2 separate regions of the Urocitellus parryii genome follow, and region 1 is linked to region 2. The links are chromatin contacts, called in public Hi-C maps. All regions are on one chromosome and are shown on one strand. The core of a region is the stretch at or near the end of the contact, and the rest is flanking DNA. Distances in the headings are between cores, read along the strand shown. Region 1 holds the start of Cog5 (component of oligomeric golgi complex 5). Region 2 holds the start of Dld (dihydrolipoamide dehydrogenase).

What was found. Hi-C and Micro-C count contacts between places; a contact is called where the count stands out from the background.
Region 1: a contact with region 2 is called in a Hi-C map of muscle, with 4 times the contacts expected there. The contact joins the promoter of Cog5 here to the promoter of Dld in region 2. A contact is called at or near these places in 2 of 2 Hi-C or Micro-C datasets (liver and muscle).

The regions. Positions count from the first base shown.
Region 1 is chr3:54,478,486-54,485,308 of mUroPar1.hap1, forward strand. It overlaps Cog5 (component of oligomeric golgi complex 5), which reads left to right and starts at 2,067. Exons shown (of 22, transcript XM_026395774.2): 1 at 2,067-2,238. The coding sequence starts at 2,145. Dus4l (dihydrouridine synthase 4 like) reads right to left here and starts at 1,941. Exons shown (of 6, transcript XM_026395785.2): 1 at 1,850-1,941.
Region 2 is chr3:54,189,324-54,196,134 of mUroPar1.hap1, forward strand. It overlaps Dld (dihydrolipoamide dehydrogenase), which reads right to left and starts at 3,431. Exons shown (of 14, transcript XM_026395763.2): 1 at 3,292-3,431; 2 at 1,814-1,892. The coding sequence starts at 3,330.

The sequences.
Region 1 (6,823 bases), core at 817-3,316, 290 kb after region 2:
TATCTACTATACCTTACAGATGGGAGTTATAAATGCCACCATTTATAAAAACATAAAATGTGACACTTGCAGAGATGATTTACTCAGGCACACGCACACACACATATACTAGGCACCAGGAGTCATTTCTAGATCATGATTCCAAAACTAGGAATTGAAGAGTCCATGTAGTGGTCTTACAGTACTTAAAAAAGGCAGAACGTAAAAGGGAAATTATGCCTCAGTTCATTAACATTTAACAACACTTACTTTGAATATCGAACCATTGGGGCACAGATTTTCACCAGCTGCCCAGAATGAAACATTTCTATTGGATCTTTTTTTCCTTCTTGACATTTTGTAGTTTGTATGGAGTCACACTTCATGAATATAGATTTATTTCAAATCTGAAAAAGATAATCCATTTGCACTCGGAATATCCTTTCTCTAGGTGAATTCTCATCATTCTAAATTTCAATTGCCAATGATATTTATTTTTCATCAGGTTTGTGGGATCAGAATTTGTTTTAGCTCTTTTCATATTATTAAATAGACTCTCTCTCTTTCACACTCACACACACACACAATGGGATATTACTCATCCATAAAGAAGAATGAAATTATGGCATTTGTTGGTAAATGGATGGAACTGAAGATGACCATGCTAAATGAAATAAGCCAATCTCCCAAAATCAAAGGTTGAACCTTCTCTCTGATATGCAGAGGCTAACACACAATAACGTGGTGGTGGCAGGGAAACAAGTTCATTGGATAAGACAGAGGGGAATGAAGGAAAGGGAGGGGGAATGGGAATCGGAAAGAAAGTAGAATGATTCCTAACAACTTTCCTAAATTCACATATGAATAAAGGAACCGCATAACTCCACATCATGTTCAACCGCAAGGATGAGATCCTTAGAAGTAGAAAGTTATATTCCATTATGTATAATATGTCAAAATACATTCTACTGTCATGTATATCTAAAAGGAATAAAAAATAAGATAAATAATAAAAAAGGAATACCCCAGAATTCTACTTCTAAGATAAATCAAAGTTGAAAACTACATGAGATAGTTGTAGAAAAACAAGATAGAAAAACTACAAGATTTTTTCTAGTATACCATATTACTTTTATTATTTTTTTTTCCGTTTTATTTTCTTTGGCATTGATAAATCAAGGTATTTGATTTGAATAATTTCCTACAAAATACTGTGTATGTCTGGTACTGGTACTCTGAAATATCCTGTTTTATTCAGGAAAATTAAATGCCATTATAAGAACAACTCTAAATAGCACGTCAAAACATAACCTGGAATTTTTATTCTTTATGTGAATCATAAGGCAAAAAAAAAAAAAAAAAAAAAGAGTGCAGTTTGGGACATGCCAAAACACTAGTTTGGTTTTTTATGGATAATGAAACATAATTTGAAACTGAGCACACTGTCCCAGGCAATTCATGTGACCTTCACTCAGAACACTGACCCCATTCGTATAATTGAGATAAAATTATATTAAGGAAAACCCTCTGAGATAAAGTCAAGTCAAAGGATAATGAGCAGTAGCGTGAGACTAGCTCACCTGAGTGGTTACGAGTATTAAATGAGTTTAGATTCACAAAATAATTTAGAACACCCTTTAGCAACTTTCGTTCCCAAGCTTTTCCCGCCTGTTTTTATCCCTGGATTGCCAATCAAGGCGTGGGGCAGTTACTAACACCCGCCTGCCTAGAGGGTGCAGTGCCAGCGAAGCTCCCAGAAACCTCCACTATTGTCTCTTGCCCTGCGTCGCAAGGCCCGGGTTCTTAGGTTTAATACTTGCTTTATCTTTTCTTTCTAAAATATGCGCCACGGTCACGTTCCGGCGCCCACCTTCTCCTCAGTCTGAGGAACAACTCCAGCCACTGGGGCGAGGCTCCGAACTGCAAAGCGAGACAGCGAATAAGCCCGGGGCGGACCCGGCTTCCTAGACTGCGTGGCCGAGCACCGGGTCCTCAGCGCACGAGGGCTCTGGTTCCCACACCACTCCCAGCCAGGGTCTGTCAGACGCGTTGGGATTACCAGGCGGGCCACAGCCGCGGTCTGTGAAGGCGGGCGGCGCCAGGATTCTGCGTCAACCTGGGCGGGGCCTCCTCTCACTGACGCCATCAACCCGGTACCTGCCAACATGGAAGGTGGCGACAGCGGCGCCACTATGGCTGGCTTTGGGGCTCTGGGTTCTGGAGCGGCTGCAGCGACAGTGCGGGAGCTTTTGCAGGACGGTAAGGAGTCGAGTACTGGCCAGGCTGCGGGGAGGGAAGGAATATCCTGCTCGGTGCCTGGGCCAAGGTGGTGGACTCAACCCTCGCTTTGCCCAAAGTTTTCTGGTCTCGACTTGACCACTCCCCTCCGCCCGGCCCCCTGACGTCCGGGTGCTGCCCAAGCCAACTTATTCCCCCTCTTCCTTTCCGGTGTCCTAGGAACTCCTGGTTTTGAGTTGCTCCTCTTCTCAACTCCGTCCCCCTTGTGTTTGGGCTTCCCTGAAGTTCTAGGACCTCACACCCAGTGACCCGCTTTGACAGCCGCGGTACCGCCTGCTGCCGCACTTTTGACGAAAAGATGAAGCATTCTAGCCCATGAAAAGTGTAAGACCTAGAACAGATAACAGACACTTATTGAAAGGAGTTCTTTTTAAAGTAGAGTTGGAAACACCTCCTCCGTTAAATTATTGGGTTATACAGGTGTCCCTTCTTGCAGTCTTGTGTTTCTTTGAGGAGGCAGTTATTCACAATTAGACAAGCAGGAGGGTTTATACTCTTAGTTCAGGCAGGGGTTATCTATTCGTACAGAAAACAGCAGTCAGATTTATTGGTAGTCAGTTTTGAAGAGAAGTTATCCCCAGTGAGTTTAATATAGTGTAGTTGAAAAGCACATTCAGTTGTAGTCCAGTTAACGTGCTGAGTCTCATCATTCAGAATAAAGTTCAGATTTCTGAGGGTAAACATAAGTTTCTTAGTGTTTTCCCTAATGGATATAACGTTCTACCTTGTATTAAAATCATTTGTATACTTACCTTAATCTCTTCTGCTCTATTGTAAACCCCTATACCCTCTTTTTTTTTCTTTCTTTCTTGGTATTGGGGATTGAACCCAGGGGCCCTTATCCACTGAGCACATATACTCAGCCCCCATCCCTTTGTTACTTTTTGAGATGTTGTTTCGCTGAGACTTGAGATCTCTCAAGTCCCCGGTGTGCACCACCACGCCCTCCGTAAAATCCTTTTTAAACTCCACAATGTTAATAGCCCTATCTTACATACAGTAGGCCCAGAAAGATTTTTTAAAAATTGAACATTACTGTAAGTGTATTATAAAAGGTTAAAAGTTTTAAATTGTTTTTTTCTGTTGAGTATTTTTATTGATTTTCCATGACAATCTATATACTTTTTTTTTTTTTGTCAAAATTAAGGGTATTTTCAGGACTAGACTGTGTTGAATCCTTTGGGTTAGGTTCCCTGTGTAATACATCTTTGTATTTTAATTGAAATTCAATTTAACCAAGTTTTGAACTCTTTTGAGACTGTCTCTATTTTTTTATTCTCAAGTAGCTCACCATCTAGTAGGGGAGAATGGGCCGGGGTTGTGGCTCAGTGGTCCAGGGCTTGCCTAGCACGCAGGAGGCACTGGATTCAATCCCAGGCACCACATAAAAAAATGAACAAATAAAATAAAGGTATTGTATCCATCTACAACTAAAAAAAAGTTTAGAAAGTTCATAATCTTCTTGAGCTCTAAAAGTAAGTATTATAATAGTGTTGTAATAGTAGCATTAGAACTGTGTACAAAGTAAACCATTAGTTCAGAGGATGATAACTAGAGGTTAGGGATTGGTCAGATAGTGTCAAGAAAAACCTTTCTAGGATTAGTTTTTTTTTTTTCCCCCCAGTGATTGCATATGTTTTGTTTTTTAAATCAGACATTGTAATTATACATAGCAGTGAGTTCATTTTGGAAAAAAAAATCATACAAGCAAGGAATTTGATTTTAATCCCCATTCTTTCCTCCCTCTGGTCACCCACTTCCTTCCCTATTCTCACTCTTCTACTCAAATGATCTTCCTTTCATTACTTTATTTATTTTTGATTGGTACTTTCTACATATACATAAAGGTGAAATTCCCTTTGGTACATTTAGATATGCATATAACATTATTTTGTTATATTCATTCCTTCTTTCCTATTCCCATAATTTCTCCCTTCTTCTTGTTTTCCTCTTTCTCTTCTAGTGATTTTCCCTATATATTTATGATATCTGAACACCCCCGCCCCCCAACAGCTGTCTTTCCTTTACTTTGTTCTAGTTTCCCCATACCGGAGAAAACATTCCACCTTTGATTTTCTGAGTCTGGCTTATTTCATTTAGCATGATGTTCTCCGTTTCCATCCATTTACTGACAAATGCTATGATTTCATTCTTTTTTATGGATGAGTAAAACTTGATTGTGTATATATTCCACATTTTCTTCAACAGGCATTTGGGCTGATTCTATAATTTGGCTATTGTGAATGGTGCTGCTATAAATACTGTAGTGACTATATCACTGTAGAATGTTGAATTTAGTTCTTTTGGATAAATATTAAGGAGTGGGTTAGCTGGGTCATATGGTAGTTCCATTCCTGATTTTTTTGAGGAATGTCCATACTACTTTTCAAGTGGTTGTACTAATTTGCAGTCCCACCAGCAATGTATGAGTGTATCTTTCCCCCTACATTTTTGTCAGCTTTTACTATGATTTGTGTTCTTGATCTTTTGTGTTCATAATCCATTCAGATCATTCTTGATCTGAATGGAGTGAGATAAAATCTTTTTGTAGTTTTGGTTTGCATTTCTTTGATTACTAAAGATGTTGAACATTTTTTTTTTTTCATATATTGTTGGCCATTTGTGTTTCTTTTGAGAAATTTCTGGCTGGGCATGGTGGTGCATGCCTGTAATCCCATCAACTCAGGAGGCTAGGCAGGAGAATTGCAAGTTTGAGGCCAGTCTCAGCAACTAAGGCCCTGAGCAACTTAGTGAGATGCTGTTTCAAAATAAAAAAGTAAAAAATAAAAATAATGGCCTGGGGATATGGCTTAGTGGTAAAGTGCATCTGGGTTCAAGTCCCGGTACCAAAAAATTAAAAATAAATAAAAAATAAAAACCAACAAACCCAACCAAACAAACAAAAAGCAAGAGAAAGAGAGTGAGGGAGAGAGAGAATTTCTGTTTAGTTCTTTTGCCCATTTATTGATTGGGTTATTTGGTTTTCTGGAATTGAGTTTTTTTTTTTTTTTTTAGTTCTTTATCTCTTCTGGGTATAATCCCCTGTTAGAGGAGTAGCTGGCAAAGATTTTTTCCCATTCCATAGGCTCTCTTTTCTTAATCATTTCCTTTGCTGTGCATAAGCTTTTTAATTTGATGGCATTCTATTTGTTGATTCTTGTTTTTATTTCTTGAGCTTTAGGCATCTGGCTAAGGAAGTCAGTGCTTGCCACTTTATAATGGATTGATTGACCCTGTTTTTTTTTTTTTTTTTTTGAAAAGAGAGAGAGAATTTTTTAATATTTATTTTTTCTTTAGTTTTTGATGGACATAACATCTTTATTTTATTTTTATATGGTGCTGAGGATCCAACCCAGCGACCCGTGCATGCCAGGCGAGTGTGCTACCACTTGAGCCACATCCCCAGCCTGACCCTGTGTTTTCATCTAGCAGTTGCATTGTTTCTGGTCTAACTCCTAAGTCTTTGATCTTTCATGTTTCTTTCAAGTCTTTCATGTTTCTCTTCCTTTTTTCCTGAGCATTCTTTAGTCTCTGATTTATATTATTTCCTTTATCCATCTCCGAATTTTTAGTGCCTCCCCACTCCCCGCCGCTTCTAAAGCCTATTTTTCCTATTTCCCTGTTTATTTTTTATTTTTGTGCATTCAAAGTTTTTTTCATAAATTATCTACTCTTTTTGTTAGCCATCTTCTGAATTATAGAACTACATTTTCAAATGTGTACTGGAATTTTGTCTTGATAATGAACAAGCAATACCAGTTCTACATATGAAAACCTACACATAAACAAATAGTACAAATTCTACATACAAAAAAATGAAATAGTTTTTTTTCTTCTACTTCTGTCTCCTAATTTTTTCCTCTGGTAGATTCTGGTTCCATTTATTATATGTAGGTAGGTAAAGCCTGCGTGTTCCTTATGTAGATTATGAATTCCTTGGCGGCTGGTGTTTGTTTATGTTCATCTTTGCATATTTAATACCTAGTGGTCTAGCTTAATGCAAAACTGAATTCCCTATTTCAGTTACTTAATCAAGAAACTTGGAAATCATCCTTGATTTGCTGCATCTAATAGCCCATTTTCAACTTTTCACTAAGTCCTAAACAGTGTGTTTATGTGATTATTTGTTACTCTTATCAATTCCTTGACATTCTTAGTGACACTATCATTCATGCCTTCCTTATGTCACTTGGGCTATTACCATAGTACTGTACTTTACTGTACTTTGTGGCTCTTCTTTATGGGTGGCATACCGGTTATCTATTGCAGTAGTAAATCAGCTTTCTGGGAAAATAGAAAAGGTCCTTATTTTATAGTATCTGCCTATTTCCATAGTGTAAATACCCTCCCCCTGGTCAATTTTAAGATATGCACATGTGATGTCAACTGGCTTACAGAATTCCTGAAAATGTAATAGCTTGCTGCCAAAAGGCAACAAGAGCCAATTATAGCAAACTGTTGTGTAACTAATCCCTTTTTAGTCATCCTCCATACCACTGCCAAGATTATTGTTCTAGAACACAAAGCTGACAGTGCTCCTTCTTGT
Region 2 (6,811 bases), core at 2,181-4,680:
AGGGACTGAGGGGGAGGGGGAAGAGATGAGGTGGGAAAAACAGCAGAATGAATCTGACCTAACTTTCCTATGTACCTATATGGATATACCACAGTGAAATTTCACCATCATGTACATCCATAAAACACTTAAAAAAAAAACTAAAAGTAAATAGCAGAAAGATAAGTAGAGTAGAGGGCTTGAACAACTTAGCAAGACCCTGACTCAAAATAAAAAGTGCTGGGGATGTAGCTCAGTGGTAAAGTGCCCTCAGGTTCAATCCCCAGTACCAAAAAAAGAAAAAAGTTATCAGTGTTAATATAATTCCATTAAAACCTAAGTTTCTGCTCAAGGAGTATCTACACATATAAAAAGCAATAACTCCAAAGATAAAAATTTAGCCATGAAAAGTATGCTTAGGAAATAAAAAACTAAAACTTATCTTATATAAGTTGAGAATAATAAGTAATATTTCCATTTAACAAAAGAGACATAGGGTATAACGGGTCCAACATTTTCCTCCCACCATCAAGTTAATATTTTTTTAATATTTATTTTTTAGTTTTAGGTGGACACAATATCTTTATTTTACATTTATGGGGTGCTGAAGATCAAACCCAGTGCCTCCTGCATGCTAGGCCAGCGCTCTACCACTGAGCCACAACCCCAGCCCAAAGTAAACATTTTTTAAAAAAAGATTTCTGGACCTATTCAAAGCTAAAATAAATTACTCACTGTTGGTTACTTGGGACTAGAATCCTCTGCCCCCAACTTTCTTCTAAGAATAAAACATCTGAAATAATAGTTTGATAATACTTAAGGATTCAGGATAAAATTATTTCACAGAATGCAGGGAGACCGACTGTCACAATTACCCCTAGCTAAAAGTTTCTACAATGAGGTTTTATAAGACATACAATTTTTTACTTATAATCCAATTAGGTGAGTCTGGTAAAGATCAAACAGATAATTTCAAATAATCAATATCCATATTAGGGAGTTAAAAAAAATATCAATTTTTATTTATATACTTCACGTTTTAAAAGTATGAAGAAGAAAATTCCATAATCCACAGCTTCCTTTTAGGTACATTTTGCTAGTTTTTAAAAGGTGCTTTTGATAAACCCATAAAGATTTTCATCCAGGACACCAAAAATCATTTCACCATTCTAAATTGTTAAAACGACCAACACAATATTACCCAGTAGGCAAAATCAATTAATTTTTCAAATTGCAAATATAGAAAATTGCTCCTCAGTTCAAAATCTCTCAGTTGTTCCCCATCATACTTGGAGTCAAATCCACACTACTTGGCCTGATTTACAAAGCTTCCATTATCTGATCCTTGCCAACATCTCTGATTTTACATTCTGAGGGTCTCTGCACAAGCTGCATAAGCATTCTTGCTATTCCTGAAACCTCACAAGCTAATTCCCATTTCAGACCTTTCTCACTGCAGAAATAACCCTCTCACTCCTCTTTCCACTGAGGGCCCTGCTCAGACATCATCTGCTCAAAAAGGTGTTCCCTGACACCTTATCTTAAATAGTCTTACTCCAGTTACTGCTTTTAGTTTCAATTACCTCCTGGGTATTTATGTGTTACTTATGTATTATTTTTCTTTTATTACCAGCTTGTTAAGTTTCATAATAGCAGGGTTTTGCCTTGTTCACCACCCAGAAGACTCTAGGTGCTCAATAAACATTTCAGTGAATAAATACATAAACAAATGAATTCTAGCACAGATTACTTATAATTCAATATTCACCTGCTTTTACATTAAAACACAAACAAACTGTCAGTTAATTCTAGTACTGTTGTACTAGGTACTTACTTGACTGATCAGCATAAGTTCTCAGAGGCACTGCAGAAACTCCCTGTAGGCCATGGCATATTCGATTGAAATGGCCTCTCTAGAAATGAGGAGAAATTTTTCTATTATGTAAAATACAAATCATAGAACTAATGAAGACTTATGAAAGTACAACAACTTTGGGCAAATAAATCAAGCACTGCTTTTCAATGTATCTTCTATTAGCACACAGAAGTAATATCAATTTCTCTTTGTTGGTCATCATCTGCACTTTTCACAATCCCAGCTTACTATACTTATTTTTCATTTCAGATATTCAACAAATCACTTCATATTTAACCTAATAAATATTACTTTTTCAGAAAGCATGGCTAATTTTTTTGTGCTGGGGATCATTAATGCCGTAATTAATGTTGAAATTTCAAAATTCAAGGACTTGAATCTGCATTACAACAATTATTTTACTTGTAACTATGGTTTCCTACTCTACCCTACCAAGTACGTACAGTCCCTATTTACTTACATGTTCTTGAGCCATCAACTAGGAACTGCAAATTAGACAAGGTATTCAAGAAAATGCACTAAAAATGTACTTATTCTGTAGTTACTGTAGTTCCACAAACTGCATCTTAATGTCAACCTCTACAAACCTAAGGCTATCATTTCCTAAAAAGAGCGACACCTGCCCCTATCAAATGGGAGGCAGTAACAAAAATCTACTCTGATGTAGTAATATTCTCTTTTCCAAGGCAACTCTTGCACCTGAAGTAAAGAAAGCAAAGAAGAGTGTCAATTCTGAATTTACTCACTGCTCTGCCTCTCTTTAAAAAGCTTGACTTCAGGCATGTTTCACTTACTTTCAGGAACACAGATACCTCAGGTTTGAAAGTTTGATTGCTACATTATCTTTAAGTTCTTTGTAATACCCAGCTCTGAACCAGATACATACAATTTGGCTGTATTTGGTAGATGAATGAAACGATAACCCGATGCAATTAAAAATACAAGCCTGTTGGAGGACTTGAGGGATGGCAATGGACACTAGTTCAGAACTACAAACACAGAGGCCCTCATCTAGCGCTATATGTTGGGGTAACCCCAAGGTTACTACCAATAGCAGAAAATTAGGCCACTCAGGGGTCAGGATTAGGACTTCGAAAAAGGTATGAAGAGCCAGACCGTAAGTGAGAAGGGTGGTTTACACTTCCCCTGCCAAAGTGAAGGCCTATGGGAGACCCGTACGCCCCTCAGCCCAGGAGATGCAGTGTGAGAGACCACAGGTCGCCACACACTAGCGGGGACTGTACACAGCCCGGGCCCGCCTCTCGACTGCCGCTATCGGAAAACCAGCGGTTACCAACGAGCCAAGCCCGGGTCAAGAGGGGACTCTCGCCAGGGCGCCGGCCTCTCCCACCACCACCCGAAAGGCCGCGTCCTGGACCTGTGAGCGAGCTCTTCGTACTCCAGGCTGAGCCCGACCCCAGCCAGTCGGCTCTCACCTTGGCCAAGGAGCAGTACACACGACTCCAACTTTGCATTTTTCCCCCGTACTTTCCTTTTCGCCAATCCTTTCACCTCCGCTGAGCCGCCCCACTGCTATTCCAAGGTCTCCCCACCCTGCGCATGCACTAGTGAAGCCTACGTCATCACCCGGGCGCAGAGCGATTGGCCTGCGAGGTCGAGGTGTTCTTGTCAGATTCGGCGTCGTAAGCTGCCGTAAAAAAAAAAAAAAACATGGTGCTTTGTGGCAGTGGAGCGTTACGCGATCATTTTAGAGGAAGCTGTCAAAACGTCAGGAGCTGCTTTGCAATTTTATACGTGGAAAATGAAATAAACAAATAAAACTATCGTTTGCCCAATACAGGATGCAAAATGGAAAGCTTGACGAGTCTACAAGCTGTTGGTAGTGCTAGACTTTCCTCGGCACTTTCCATAAGCATTATCTCACTTTGTAACAACCATGTGAGGTACTACTAGCCTCCGTTTCTCGGATGAGGCCCAGAGAGGTTAAACAAACAATACCTTCAAGATCTCGCAAGGGAAAAATATCTGCAGCCAAAAGTACAAGACTTTTGGTTTTGATTACTGCTTTATAAATTCTCCCTCAAGTGCTATATGAGGGATGGGGCCACAGACTTTTGCATCACAAGCAGCCTGCTCTAGGTAATTAACTAGCAATATATAGGAAACACCTATCGTCTATTTCCTCATTTGGGAGATACACCTCCCTTGTAAACAAAGGGTAGGATGGTGGGTGAGAGTTGGGGATTTTTTTAATTAAAAATAGGTAATAAGTTTAAAAGTGTTAAAACCATTTCCTTCAAGGGTTGGGGATGTGGCTCAAGCGGTGGCGCGCTCGCCTGGCATGCGTGCGACCCGGGTTCGATCCTCAGCATCACATACAAAACCATTGTCTTCAAAATTGAGCACTGAGGTCTGTTTCTCTCTTTGTGGTAACTCTATTTAGTGTGGATAAAACTTCTTCATTTCCTGAAAGTTTACCACCCAGGCACTGTGCTGGGGGCTCTGTGGTTTAAACATTCGTTAGGAATTACTCCTTACCTACATGTGCTCAGTTTTAGGGGAGAAGAATGACACTTAGAGTTTGTTATAGACACTGCTAGTTGCCACCCAATAATCATTCTCCCTTTTTTATATAGTAGTAGAATAGCTGGACACATAGGTGCCCAGAATAACAGTTACTTTTTCCCTTGAAGCATGTAAAGCCATGTGACCAAACACTGGTCAAATCCCTTCCTCTTTCAATATGTGTTAAATTATTTCTGATAATTCTCAAAGGAATAGCCTTTACTGTAGTATTTTTAAAACATGTTCAAAATGACTTGACATTTCTCCCATCAAAAAGTTAACTTAGGGACTGGGAGTGTGGTTCACTGGTAGAGCACTTGCCTAGCATCACACAGCACTGGGTTCAATCCCCAGCATCAAATCTCTTCCTACCCCCAAAAGTGGACTTAATCTCACCTTCTCCTGACCTGTACCAACCTTAGGTGAGTGCTTCTTCTAATAAATAGAATGCAGCAAAAGTGATATGGGGTGACTCTTAGACCCTAAGAGTCCCCATTTTTGTCCTAGCACTCTGTGCTTGCACACTACGCTTCTTACCCCCACTCCCCACCACCACCACCTTTCTCTATACATTATACCTTATATCCCAGTCACTATGTTGCCAGGAAGTCAAGTTGCTAGTTGTAGATATTCCAGTCCCTGTAGACAGCCAATAAAAACTATTAGTCATGTAAGGGAGCAAGCCTTCAAAGGATAGCAGACTCCAGACCAAGTATTACTCAACTTCCATGTTTATCAGTAAAAATAAGCATTGTCATTGTTTTAGCCATTATGTTTTAGGGGATAGTCTATTGGACAACAATAGATAACTGGAGCGCTCACATCCCCACAAGTCAGTTGTAATTACACTGTTCTCTCTTCCTCTCCTTACGATAAAAAAATTTCTTACCACTGTTGCTATTTATTATGAGAATAGCAGCATTCTTGTTGCCCTGTAGATATTGCCATTCTCCCACCAAAATGGAACCAAATATGCAAAATCAGTTAGTATACAAACTTGGCTGCCATAACAGGGCTTCCCAAAATAATGACACAGGAGTCCATTTCTCTCTCATATGGAAGTCTAGGTGGTTGTTTCTGGAAGCTTTGTCCAAGCCTTCATCTTTTATTTCAAGATGGCTACTCTGCCGTCATAACGTCATTTCATGTAATTACAAAACCATATCTAGCTGCAACAGGAAGCATAGGCTTGTCACCTGAGTACCCAGATAAAATCATATTAATAAGAAAAGATGAGGATGGCTGGGGATGTGGCTCAAGCGGTATCACGCTTGCCTGGCATGCGTGCAGCCCTAGTTCGATCCTCAGCACCACATACAAGCAAAGATGTTATGTCCACCTAAAACTAAAAAATAAATATTAAAATATCTCTCTCTCTCTCTCTCTCTCTCTCTCTCTCTCTCTCTCTCTCTCTCTCAGAAAACATGAGGAAATACTGGGGACAGTGAGCAACATCTACCACACAGGCGAGAAGAACTGCTTCTCCTTCCCCAGCCTTCTGCAAAACTTGGACATCTGGTTTAGGACTCATTTCTGTGTAAGTACCAAATCAAACAATTCTTTCCTGAACTGTTCTGCAGCTTTTGACTCCTACTCCCTTTCTAGGATTATAATATTCTCATAAGAAAAACACCTCCAACATTTCCAGCTGTCATTCACAGAGCCCAGGTGCTCAACCAAGTATGAGAAGGCAAAAAAGATATACTTTCCTTACCACACTCCCCATGCTCCTCCATGCTTCTCTCCACCTCTTCTAACAACTATATCTCTTCTCTCTTCACCAAGGTCACAACTTATATTAATTAATGCAAATAATCTTAGGAAAGTTTGATCAATGAAGAATAGCCCAAACTTTTAGTGTTTGTATTCCAGGTAAGGCAGCCAAAAATGGGACCATAATTATTTTTGGTAACTTGCCTTTTTTTCACTTGAAATATCTCATGGGCAACTTTCCATATCAATATTAACCTGTAATATTAGTTCTAATTACATCTTAGTATTTTTTAGATGTACCTTCATTTAATTAATTATTCCTTATTATTAGATATTTCATAATATTGAAAATATTATGAACAGCTTGTGGCTAAGCCTTCACCCACATTTTTTAAAAAATCATTTCCTTACAGTAAATTCCAGGAAGAAGAATTACTGGGTCAAATAAATAACATATTTTAAAGCTTTTATGCTGTATTTAACTTATTTTAATTCCTAACAGTGGTTGCCTTAAATTAATCATAAGTTCTAACTGGCAGTTTCAAATATCATTCATTAGTTTAAGAGGGATAATGGAAATAAATTATTAATTGCACGTGCAATAAGTCAGACAAACAAAATATTTCAAAACATGACTTTTAAAGCACTGTCTTTACTTATAGAAAAGAAGAAATATCAACTAAAGTATTCTATACTTCATTGAGTATTTTGGCACAA